Regions from separate parts of the Cricetulus griseus genome. Here region 1 is linked to region 2. A link is a contact called in public Hi-C data. All regions are on one chromosome and are shown on one strand. The core of a region is the stretch at or near the end of the contact, and the rest is flanking DNA. Distances in the headings are between cores, read along the strand shown.

Evidence for each region. Hi-C and Micro-C count contacts between places; a contact is called where the count stands out from the background.
Region 1: a Hi-C map of the CHO-K1 cell line shows a contact between it and region 2, with 2.4 times the contacts expected there. The contact joins the promoter of Plpp1 here to the enhancer-like site in region 2. A contact is called at or near these places in 2 of 8 Hi-C or Micro-C datasets (both in the CHO-K1 cell line).

Annotation. Positions count from the first base shown.
Region 1 is chr2:330,702,477-330,709,404 of CriGri-PICRH-1.0, reverse strand. It overlaps Plpp1 (phospholipid phosphatase 1), which reads right to left and starts at 2,688. Exons shown (of 6, transcript XM_027401454.2): 1 at 2,328-2,688. The coding sequence starts at 2,385.
Region 2 is chr2:330,629,319-330,635,703 of CriGri-PICRH-1.0, reverse strand. It overlaps Slc38a9 (sodium-coupled neutral amino acid transporter 9), which reads right to left. Exons shown (of 15, transcript XM_027401465.2): 15 at 1-6,385. The coding sequence ends at 6,229. Among named protein-coding and RNA genes, the nearest start is that of Plpp1, 74 kb to the left of the region's middle. Within about 2 kb of position 1,808, at least 1 of the 6 cell types and tissues checked has open chromatin away from gene starts, as enhancers often do. A contact at or near this core is called in the CHO-K1 cell line, where this site is marked.

The DNA of each region.
Region 1 (6,928 bases), core at 1,439-3,938, 73 kb before region 2:
TGACAAAGGAAGACTGGCAGAAGTTCAAGTGCAGCCTTGGCTACACAGTGAGTTCTAGGTCCGCCTGGACTGCAGGTATCATATTTCAAAAACATCCAAGAGGTATGGGAAAGACACTGTAAATATTGTCAATGCCACCAGGCAGTAATGGCTCACACCTTTAATCCCAGCACTCCAGAGGGAGGCAGAGGCAAGCCAATCTTTGTGAGTCTGAGGGCAGCCTGGTCTACAGAGCAAGTTCCTGGACAGCCAGGGCTACAGAGAGAAACCCTGTCTTGAAAAAAAAAAAACTATGTATGTATGTATGTATATGCCTTAAGGACATCGTATTCCTGAAACTGTGGGATCAACTGTCAGATTATTCCAACCTCAACAGAATGTATCAAGTTGAAAATATAGGCCACCAGAAAATATAACATAAAATTTCACTGCATACATGTTTTCCCACTACACATGATCTTTGTCAGTTTATTTGTTCAGTATAGGGATTCACTTTGTAGCCTAGGCTGACCTGAACTCAGACTAGCTTCTCATAACAATCTTCTTACCTTAACCTTCTGAGTGATGGGATTACAAGCATGAGATAGAACACCAGGCTCACTCATGAATTTTTTAAAAGTATAGATCTACCATGTGGCTTCCTATTAATAACATTAGCTGTGGCTACCTATGGGTAGTATGTATTGTTGCCGCCTCCTAATCAGGGTTTGGTCCATAGGAAAATGACATCATAATTCAGCCAGGCACATATTCTCAACACCTTGGAGGGTTGAGGAAGAAGAGGCACAAGTTTCAAACCAGGCTGCACAGCAAGACCCTGTCCAGAAAGAAGAAAGAAAGAGGAGGGAAAAGAAAGGAAAGAAGGAAGAAAAGAGTGAAAGAAAATATTTTATAAGCTAATTAAGTTTAAAATAATATGACCTAACATCTGAAAAGATGTTTCCATAAAGACTGTTTTTGTTTAGTGACCCAAGCTCTCCCTAGGTAGCCTAGGATGGACTTGAACTAAATATTTTCCTGCCTCCACCTCACAGGTGCCTGGGTTACAGGCTATGACATCCTTCCTAAAGATTGTTCTAACATGAATCCCCTCTTTTAAACCGTACAATTCACTGTGAAACTATGGGGTGAGCGTGTCCTGGTAAATAAAGAAGTTGCGCAGATTTTTTTTAAAGAACTCTAAGAAATTAAGAAATGCATTTTAAGAAAAGGGGGAGGGTACCAAAATTTTCACAATTTGACAAGATTGCAGGCACCTAAATGGTCAGGTTGGAAGCAGGAAAGAGAAATAGTTAAAAAGCTGATAGAATAGTCAAAAGCCTGGGGAAATTTTTCCTATCTCTGAGAAGTCATTATGCAGATTTGTATCTAGGATGCAAAAGCCACTAGTCACCTTGAGAACTTGCCAGAACTACTTCAGTTACTTAAACCAGAGTCCCACCACCAAACCTCCAACGGTTTACAACTGAGACTATACAGAAAAAAGGTGGAAGCCACCCCTTCCAATGCCTATCCCTCGTCCAGATGATTCCAGCTCCCCACCCCCACCCCGGAAAAGGAATAAGCAAGCAGCTGATGACCAGAGACCCCAAAACTGAATTCTTCCAATCAGGAAAATAACGCCCACTTTTTTTGTGGCTAAAGAACTGTCTAGAACTCCTTACTGGGCTGTCACGGGAGACAGAAAAGTATACCATGGCAAGGGCTGAGCAAGAAGGAAACAGGAGGACTCCTGCGGGGGATTGGGGCGGGGAGCTAGCTTCTACAGACCTCGCCAGGCAGAAACCTGGCATCCTCACCCCCTCTTGCAACCTGACAATTTACAACCTGGCAACGCCTTCTAATTAGGAACGTTCTAAGCCTTTTATAGACGAAAACTTTAAAGTGCTTCTCACACGTTATGATAAACCGGGCACTGGAGCCTGCTCCTGAGAAGCCGGGCTGCATCAAACCTCCAGCCTCACTGAAGAACCTGATGAGCCAGTGACTAGGGTTCTCTGCATGGTGGAGAGGGAGGAGCCCACCGGGTCTGGTAGAGTGGGCCGGGAAACAGGGTAGCAGCACAGGCGAGAAGAGCGGCCAAGCAGTGCTAGCCTCAGCGCACCGGCAGACAGGCAGAGGGAGCCCACGCAGGAGCCAGAGTGCAGGGTGCAGAAGCGAGGGGTCCCCCAGCTGCGCAAGCCGCTCCCCACAACTCTCTCCGCAGCTGCGGCGCGCGCACGCGCGCGCGCCGGGCACACCCACCCCACACCAGTGCGCGGCTCCGCGGCAGTCCCCGCCCGGAAGACCCCCGGGCCGCGGCGCGGCACGGCGCGGCGCCTACGTACCCAGCAACACGCACAGCACATCGAGGGCCACGTAGGGCAGCCGCCTCTTGTCGAACATGGTCTTCGGCAGGACGACTACCTGGGGCGGGCGGCGGTTGGAACGAACTTCGGTGGGTCCAGATACCTTATTCCCAAGAGCCCCAACCGCGGAGTGGCGGCGGCCCCAAGCGACTGCGCCTCGGACACTGAGGGCAGAATCGGCCAGGCTAAGCTAAGCTGCGACCCCGCAGGGTTGCGACTGGACCTGGATCCTTCCTTCACTGTCTCCCTCACGGGAACTCGGAGCCAGCTGCCGCCGCTCTGTCGCCTGCTCTTGTCAGCGCCGGCTCGCCGCGGCCGCACGCTCTCGGCTGCCTGCTGCCCTCTCCCAACAGGCGGGGCGAGCGGACTCGAGCTTTAAGGATGAGGACCCGTGAGGGGTGGGACGGAGTGGGGGTAGGAACGCGGGCTCCGGCTCCTCCCGCCCGGCTGCGCGGCTCCAGCCTGTGCGCGGCCTCGCGGGCTGAAGGAGCGCGCGGAGGCGACAGTGGGCGGAGTCGGGGGAACCCCAGCCCGCGCGTACAGCCAATCAACGTCTCCGACCCCTGTTCGCCGGCTTGCGGAGCCCGCCCGGAATCTGGGAGCCGGCTGACGGGGGCGGGGCGAGCTACAGGGATTGGGAGCCCTCTCTTTTTCCATTCAGCCCTTAGTGATAGGCGACGCTTCCTTTAAAGGAGAGCTGAACCCTGGTACACCATGCCACAGCTCCTGCGTCCTGTCGCCGCTCTTCTCCCGTGGAATGGAACCGTGACGGGCTCTCCCTCACCAATTTTTTTTTTAGTTACCTCGAAGCCCGCTTCTGTGAGAGGCCCGCACCTTGGCCTTCCTGTTGGTTCTAGCTGAGCTTAATTTGAGCAAGAATCCTTGCTGTCTGATCATTCTTGATTCTTAACTGTCGGAACAGATTGGCTCTCCCATTTTTGATGTATGTAAATCTGCAGTCTGCCCTTAGCAAGAATACCCCCGCCATTGTTGTCCTGCTAGTAATTTTCTGTCCACTGACTCATTCACGCCCTTTGTTCCTCAGCTACAAATCTCCAGCTGAGTTTCCCCTTCAGCAGGCAAGTCATGACTCCTACTACAATAGAGTTCATAGAGACTTCATTTGGGAGGAGTTTGGAGATGTGTCCGGTGGTCAAATTGTGGCTTCTCTTGGAGGGACCTTAGGTTTGATCGGTAGTTTAGCAGCAACGGTGCTCACATGCACAGTAAAGAGTTAATTGCATCTTAATAATTATTTGTCAATAGTGGCAATCCCCCTGCCCCAGGAGGCCTTTAGAACACATTTAATAGTAATCTCAGTTTCCTAATTTGTAAAAAGAGGATGTTGACGATTCCTGCTGTCTGTTCTAATCAAGAGGAAGTGGTGAGGCTAAGAGGAGGTAATGTGAAAATTGTTTATAAAGAGTTAAACCACCACTACCGATGTTAACAATAGATGGTTTCCTCCTTAGCTTTTTTTTTTCCTTTTTTTGAAATAGTTTCATATAACCCAGGAGGGCCTCACATTCTGCTGTGTAGCAGAGAATGGCCTTAAACTCCGGATCCTCCTGCCTCTACTTCCCAAGGCACTATAGGCATGAGCCACCACGCCAAGGTCTTCAGAGCTTACCTTCTTACATGAAGATGTATAATAGATATCACAAAACACACCTTCTACTTCTCAGTCATTTCCTGCAAAGCACCCCAAAAGACAAGTGGAAGGTTGTTAACCCTGAGGAGTCAGATGTATATTTCCAAGTGCAACTATAAAACCACAAACAAAATGTGTATTTGAAAACAAAGTATATTCTTCCTTTAATGAGATTAGATATTTTTGTTTCAGCTTATTTGAATAGTTTCTAGAAGCTTTCAACAATTTATACCCCAAAAAGGTGTGCCATTTTTTATTCTGTTGTTTCCCTTACCGCTGGAGTTATGAGTCCCAGATGGCAAGGTCATAATAAATTTAAAACACTTGTGATATGACTATTCATTTTTTAACTTTTACCAAGCTCGTGCCATGTGCCAGGTACAGTCTAGACTTGAAGTTTTATCTAAGCAGCTTTGAGATGAACATGCTGGATAAGATGGTACCCATCTGTATTTCCAGCACTTGAGAGGTGGAAGCAAGAGAATCCAGAGTTCCAGGGACAACCTCAACTACATAGCGCTATGTAGATGAATCCCTAGCTTGGTTTCTATTGCTGTGATAAGATTATGAACAAAAGCAACTTGGGGAGAAAGGGGCTTATTTCTGCTTATAGTTGTAGTTCATCATTAAATAGGCCAGGGCAGGAGCTCAAGGCAGGACCCTGGAGGTAGGAACTAAGCTGAGGCCATAGAAGAACACTGTCACTGGCTTACTCCTCCAAGGCTTGCTCAGCTTTCTTATACCACCCAGGACCACCAACTTTTGGGTGGCACCATCCACAGTGATATGGACCCTACCAAATACATCAATCATTAATCAGGAAAATGTTCCATAGACCCTACAGGCCAGTCTGATGGAGGCAGTTCCTCAACTGAGATTCCCTCTTCCCAGATTACTATAGCATGTGGCAAGTTAACAACAACAAAAAATCTAACCATGACAAGTGCCAACTAATAAATGTATATGAAGGAACAGATGTTAAAACCATTAGGCAACTGGGTTATGGGAATTTGGAGGTCCACATCCTGCCACCTGCCCATAGATCTTTTATAATTGACAAAAAAAAAAAAAGGTTACCTTTATAGAAGAGATCAGGCTGTTACCACATGACTCAGGTGGTCAAACTTAGCTTCACTGAGTTTAAGACAAACATTGGCTATGTTTTGATGACATGAAACATGAAATACAGAACATCACCTATAAAGAACTAGAATCAAAAACCTTTCATCCAAGAATAGCTGTCTGTGATCCAATAGTCTGGATTCCAGAAGATAACAGCCATACACATTTAGAAGAAATATCAACTTCTAAAATGTTTTATCCAAATGTAAAATTTCAAGAGCTAGGAAAATGATTAGGCTGGTAAAGTGCTTGTCATGCAAGCATGAGGACCTGAGATTGGATTCCCAGCATGTGTGTAAAAATTGGGGCATAGCTGTGTGCACCTGTAATCCCATAACTGGGGAGGTGGGGACAGACAGGTTCCTGGAGCTTCCTGGACAGCCAGTCTAGCCTATCCGTGAGCTGCATGTGACCATGTCCAGAAGAAATAACTTGGAGAGTGATTGAAGAAGACACCTAAGGTTCATATTATGTGGCCTCCACAAGCACAAACATGTTTGCACATGCACGGATGCGCGCTCGCACACACACACACACCCCCAAAAACAAGTGAATATTTAAAATACCTTATTAGATCTCTGCACTCATTTCAAGGCTAACTAGACTACATAGCAAGACTCCAACTCAAAAGAAAAGAAGAAGGGGATGAGGAGGAATAGGAAGAAGAGGAGGAAGAAAAAAGCTGCAGTAGTGGTGGTTCATGCCTGTACTCCCAGCATCGGGAAGGCAGAAGTGCAATGATCCAGAATTCAAAGCCAGTTTAGGCTATATAATAAATTCCAGGCTATTCCTGGCCCCCACACACCACTGGGTCACAAGAGGGGATAGACAGACCCCCACCTGCACCCACTAAAAGAAGATACGGGAAGAAGACAGAATAAGATTTCACTCAACAACAGAAAGACCAATATGACACCACCAGAATCTAGGGACTCCACTCCAGCAAGATCTGAAAAGCCCAACACAGAGCATGAACATGAGATGGGCCTCAAAAAATAACTCAGCAAGATGATAGAGACCTTTAAAGAGGAAACAAGAAAATACCTTAAAGAAATAGAAGAAAAAGCAAACAAAAATTTACACGAAATGGAGGAAAAGACAAACCAAAAAGTTCAAGAAATAAACAAATCTCTTAAAGAATCTAAAGAAACCCAAGAAAAAACATCCAAACAAGTGAAGGAAGCTCTTGAAACAGTTCAAAGCATGAAAGCTGAAATAGACACAATAAAGAAAACACAGAATGAGGCGATGCTGGAAATGGAAAGGCTGGATAAATGATCATGAACTAAAGATGTGAATATAACCAATAGAATTCAAGAGATGGAAGAGAGAATCTCAGCTATTGAAGACTCGCTAGAGTATATACATTCATCAACCAAAGAAAACCTCAAGTCCAACAAATCCCTAACACAAAATATCCAGGAAATATGGGACACCGTAAAAAGACCAAACCTAAGAATATTAGATGTAGAAGAAGGTGAAGAAACAACTGCTCAAAGGTACAGAAAACATATTCAACAAAATCATAGAAGAAAACTTCCCCAACCTACAGGAAGGATATGCCTATGAAAGTACAAGAAGCTTACAGGACACCAAACAGACTGGACCACAAAAAGAAGTCCCCCCGACACATAATAATCAAAACACCAAATCTACAGAATAAAGAGAAAATATTAAGAGCAGCAAAGGAAAAAGGCCAAGTAACATATAAAGGCAAACCAATCAGAATCACACCCGACTTCTCAATGGAAACTCTGAAAGCCAGAAGGTCTTGGATAGATACCATACAAGCACTAAGGGAGCATGG
Region 2 (6,385 bases), core at 559-3,058:
AAATGACATGAATTTCCAATTTTTTTCTAAAACAGTTAACTCCCTAAAGCCGACCTTAACCTTAATAGAAACATTATTTACTGAAGGAGACAGAATGTAAACAAATAGATGCTACCTTACTTACATGTTACCTTGGAAGCTGGCCTCCTGCACCAAGAGCCCTGGAAGTTCCTCATCCCTCAGATAAAGACGAATCACTATTTGCAAACTAGTACTCTGTAAAGACTTTAAAAGAAGAAAAAAGTTAGGTGTGGTGGCACACACCTGGAATCCTAGCACTCTGGACGCAGGCTGGAACAGTGCCACAAGTTTGAGGAGACACAAACTCTCCAAACTAAAGAAGATAAATATCCTATTTGAATCCCAAATTAGCCATTACTAGATTGACATCTAATCTGGTCCTCCTTCCAGAAATAAAAGCTCAGGTTTGGTTAAAGTTCTTGACCAGGTGGTGGCGGTGGTGGTGGTGCTTGCCTTTAATCCCAGCACTCGGGAGGCAGAGGCAGGCTGATCTCTGGTCTACAGAGAGAGTTCCATGACAGCCAGGGCTACCAGAGAAGCCCTGTCTCAGAGGAAAAAAAAATTAGCTCCCCAGGTCACAGAGAAACTCAGATATGGTGCCCATTGCTACTACTCAAGTCTCTTAAACTTCTTGGCTGTCCCAAACTGCCTTCATTTTCAAACTAACACAGCCGAATCAGGGTTCCTCATTTGTTCGGGCCACTTTCTATCTGAGGCTCCACATTCTGTGTTGTTCCTTGAAGAGACAGTTCTATGTAGGTGTCTGCTGGTGTAAGACCTGGACCTGTCCTTGTAACCAAAGGTCTTTCTCAGCTGGGCATGGTAAAGCTCTCTCTATGCCCCTGGCATTTGGGAGCAGGAGGGAGAGGATACAGAGTTCTAGGTTATCCTTGGTTACATAAGTGAGGTCAAAGCCAGGAGAACTTACAAGAGTCTAAATAATAATAATAATAATGATAATAATATATTAAAAGACATCTATCTTATACTAAAGATTCAGAGTAGGCAGGCACCTTCTATGGTAGCAGTGTGTAAACATAGTTCTACAAATCTTTGCCATGATTTATCTTAGACATTGCTTAAGGAAAAAATTGTTATATAAATAATAAAGAAACAAAGGAAGTGATTCACCTAGAACTCTGTCACCTCTATAGATCACTCAACTGATCGTTTGTTCTTCTATGGAATCTTCTGGTTTTGTACAAATAATTTAAGTGCTATAATTAACCTGGGATGTGGAGGAGTTTTACACTGAAAGACACAGCTCACTTAGGGAAGCCCCGCTTATCACAAGGGGCTCCTACACTCAGCTCCTCAGATCATATGCCACAGGATTTGAGACAGGGCACCGAGAGGGTGATGCTGGCACTTTAGTGTCACCTAAGGAAGGTGACTCAGTTGCTGGGTCAGAAAGGAGGACAAAGGCTGCTCCACTGCTGGGGCCACACCTTGCCTGTTCACCACAGCATGCTTCACGCTTAACACAAGGTCAGGTATTGGCTAAGTACTCAAGTATTGAATCATTACTCTGGAACCTTACTGACCCATTTTTTATTTTCTGTCTGTAGTGCTGGGATAGAACCCAGGACCTCATGCTTGCTAGGCAAGTGTTGTACCACTAAGCTGCACCTCTGGCCCCAGCCACCCCATTATTTTGGGGGAGATGCAAGAAAATCCTAGATAATAGCATCTAATGTTATTTTCCATTTAAGTGGAATCTTGACTAGTTAATTAAACAAGTGTATCCTGAGGTTTGCTGTGACTAAACATTACTGGACTGTTTGGGATTGAGAGTCAGAGGGGGGTGGAACATCCTCATTGCTACTCTGGGACTATGAGGCATAGTCTGAGATAAACAAAGTGGCTCTTTCAATTTTTAAAAACAGTCTTATTTTAACTTCCCAGAAGAGTTGAGAAATCAAGAAACAAATGATAATTGGTGGGAGAAAAGTAATTTCACTTAAAGAAGCTTAAAGGGTTCTGGAAATTACGACTTTTCCAGAGCTTTTGGCCAGAAATGGGGCAACACTTACTCGAAGAGCCACAGTTTCCAGGGATGGTCACCTTAGGTTTCAATTAACATGATATATGTCTTCCTAGAAGATTAGGACTTTAAGGAAGGCTCCCCATAGCCTGATATGAGATACAGGACAGTCACTTGAGATATGTGGAACCTAGCTGCTTCTGCTTGTGGCCAGAGCTAGGAGGTGTTAGCATTTCCTAACCAAATTCTACTAAACAAAGTCCCAGAGATACTTTTCTTAAAAATAATTCTGATTTCTTTTTTTTTTCTAAAAAAAAAAAAAAAAGACAAATCACCATATTGGAGAATACTGTTTGGATTCTGAGGGTCCCATCAGAGCTGTTTTACAATATGTGTTTATACAATCTTAATGAGGTTGGCGTCGGACTGTGAAAGTGGGCCATCCGGGTCAGTGTGTGTGACATTTCGGATTCATTTCACTTTGGATCACAGACTAGTGACACACTATTGTTAGACACCAACTTGATTTGGATTTGTCTTTGGACATTCAAATTAATATAAAGTCAAGTTAAACACAAAATGCAAATCACCACCAACTTCTAAAATGCAATTGGGTAAAGAAAACAGCCAGCATAATTTCCTGCCATTATCAACTGCTGTGGTTTCAGTGAGAAAACTACCCGGGGGCTTATGGGTCTGGATGCTTGGTCTTCAACTGGTTTGGGGACCCACTGTTTGGGGAGCTTCTGAAACTTTGAGGAAATGGAACGCTGGTAGAGGAGGTGCATCATAGGGGCAGGCTGTGAACTTACACTCAGGGCTGACACTCTTAGTTTCCTATATGCAGGTGAAATGTGATTTGCCAGCCCTGCTCTGTTACTGCCCCCTTACCTTCTTGGCCATTATGGACTCCCTCTTTGGAACTGTAAGCCAAAATAGACTCTTGCCTTTGGTCATAGTATTTTATCATGGTAACAGAAACAAAGCAAAACACTTTTTAATGAATGTAAACATTTGACATTTTGAATATTCATATTTAAAGAAATTAAAAATTTGAAAAGTTTATAGAATCTGTTTATAGCACCCGGTGTTCTACTAATTACATCCCATATTAACCAATTATGCTTTTTGTCCAAGAGCCATAGGAGTTAAATACTTTAGTGATAATAAAGAAGAGAAAATAATCACATAAAGAAGCAATTAAGTGTCACAATTATGATTTAGAGGAAATCTGCCCAATAAAAGCAAATGCATATAACATATCATTCTATTTGCTGATGAGCACAGTGGACGTAATTTTGGGGAGTAGGAAAACTGAAAATGGGTCCTTTGCCTCTGGACAGTCCCTCTTCTGCCATCCTTCCCCAGAATACCACGCTGCTCCAACAGTCCAAGCATTGACTGCCTCGTGTGCTGATGAGCAAGTGCACTGACTGTTTCTTCACTAGATGTACATGCTGCCTACATGTCTTTAGCTCCTCCAAAGTAATGAACATTGCTGACTATTCAATTATTTAAACAGAATAATTATGGGAATGATAATTAAAAACACACAAACATTTCATTGGTAAGTTTCAAGTAGAAGCAGAAAACAAGCCCATGGCTGCATGCAGTCAGTAGCCGCACATTTCTAAAACACATTAAATGTAAATGGAGTAGCTCCCTTAAGACAGTCTCTTCCGATGGGGACATTTATTCCTTATTCCAAACACATTTTTTTTGAGTGTGCTGATGGCAACGACTTTGCATGATCACCCACAGGTATAAAACTTAGCTCCATTTTTTCCCTTTCTGGTTTACTATTAGCAGAGCCCAAACACATCCACAGGATTTCTAAGGAGGACCTCTCTAAAAAACTCCTTTTAAATTTTAGTGTCCTCAGTTGTGTGTTAAAGAAGCTAAATCCAAAGGCTAACCACATCTGAGCAAAAAGTGGAAGAAGGTTAACTTCAAAGTTCAGAGATAAGAGCAGAGAAAGAAAGTCAGATTCACTGTGTGTGAGTTCATATCATGTCATTCTCACCATGAGCCAGGACACTTGTATTCATGTAGTCTGATTAAGCCAAGTGACAGGCCAAAGGAGTCTTGTGAAGAGACTAAGGAGATGGAGCCATTTGGCTTGTCTAACAGGGCATTAGGAGGTCTAAATGATCAATCTATTTAAGAAAACAAAAGCATAAATCCAGATCCTTTTTTTTTGTTCAGAGTAGCATCCCCTGCCATATTCCTTTTATCTATGAAATGGATAAAAACCACATCAATCATCCTTGATTGTTCAAGCATAACACACTGTTGATGTGCTTGAGCATTCAGGGATGCCTTTGGGAAAAAGCTATGAGAATGGTTTTTAAAGTTCTCAAAGACAAAAGAAATGACCACGATTATACAGATTACATTGGGAACATCTCTGAAAGCACCCAGCTTGGACTCAAACACCTCTCAGCAGAACTTGACTCTGCAGTCATAAGTTCCAGAGTTTCTCAAGCATAAAGGCACTTCCCCCTGCAACATGAGTTCTATAGCACTTTCTGCTAGCCAGAGCTTTTGAGACTACCTCCATGATAAATTGACTAGGCTTAAAGCTTGGGCTATTAGCTGGATATTAAGGTTTGTAGAAATGAAATGACATAATGTCTGAGATTGGTTTTTAAATGTCAGTAAAAAAGGAAAAAGTGGGAGGGAGCAGGTGAAGCAAAAATTCAGCCAAGTCCATAATTGCTGGACCCAGGGATAGGTGTGTGTGGGTTTTCCATATCATTCTATCTGTGTGCATGCTTGACAGTTCTCATGACGATATTTTAGCTTCTTATAAACATAGACCTGGAACTCCAACAGGACATTAAGCTATGCAGAAAGAAATCAAATCTGGTCTGAAATCTGGAGCTCCTTCTAGATTTATAAAAACCCTTTCACCTGTTTTTTTCAAACGAAGGACATGACATAAATCTGCACACTATCCTAAAAAATGGAATCATGATGCATTTACACAATTTAGCCCCAAATTAGAGAGCTCTAAATGTTAGTAGTTGTGGCTGGAACACAGACCGTGTTATAGGAAGAGAGACATCTGGATTCCGGTTCCACTTTAGTTCAGAAGGGAAATAGATGTTAACTCTAAGAAGCTGGGTTTCTTGATCGGCTTGTCAGACACAAGCTTTTCTTGTGGAGGACAACTCTTCCTCTTCCATTATAGGAGCAGGTAGATGGTGTCCGCTCCTGAAGCTCACACCTGAACCAGAATGACACAGGATACACTGCGCAGAGTCCCACCCTTCCTAGCTATTTCCTTTTTCTTCTGAAGAGCCTCATATGCTGCTGCTCTGGGCTCACGACGGTCCATGCAATTCTCCAGAACACGAAAAGTAAGAGTCCCCGGGTCTATGAGGACAATTGCATTTGTTCATGTGTAAAATCCAGTTTGGGAACTGTAACCTCAATCTAGGTCACTGGAACTGGATTAGAATTAAGAGACAGTAACACACTCTGTACATGTTTATCTATCATGTGTTTTCTTCTGGTGTCTTGACACAAGGCTTTATATAGTCATGCTGGGCTTCATGGCTATGAAACTGAGGATGACCTAAACTCTGGATCCTCTAACCCCCACCATCTAAGTGCGCACTGACTCATGCCAACTATGCCACTGGCCTTAAATTACATGCATTTTCTGATGCACTGATACTATTTACATTTTTTTTTTGTTCTTCAGATTAAGTATTTGGTTAGGAATTCACTCAATTAATAATGATACCAGGAAAACTGTTTTTAAAATGAGGTATTTGTTTTACTGTTTGAAACAGCAGAGGTTTGGGTAAACTGTAGAAACGTTCCAGTAAGTAAGAAAGTGGGCGAGAGTACATGGAAACAGAAACAGGGTCTGGCAACATGCCGCCTTGACCCAAGACCCCTGAGATTCCTTGCTGTAGGCAAAACATACCTACCTACCTTATGCTTATTAACAGAAAAATCAGTATGAATCCTTCGAAGTTTCTACTTGGCTACATGGGAATGGGGGCACTGACAAAGGCAAAGGGCTCAGACCATCTGCATCACTCCCTCCCTGTTCCAGTACAAAAATAGTTATCAGCAGACCATCATTCCCTTGGTTTCAATTATCTTAGAAAAACACTTAGAATTACAGCAATGACAGCATTTTCAAGTTCTTTTATGCAGAACCGTTGCCAAGGTTCAGAATACCATGAGAAATCTTGAGAACACAGTTTTCACATGAAAAACTGAGCAATCAGGTTTGCCAGGCCCAAGATGATGATGAAAACGTGAAAAACTAATTTAGGCCATGTCAGACGCTCTTCTTGGTGTAGGGAAATTATGTAGATGAGAGAAGGATATATGAACACGAAAGCCAGGCCGCATGCTGCT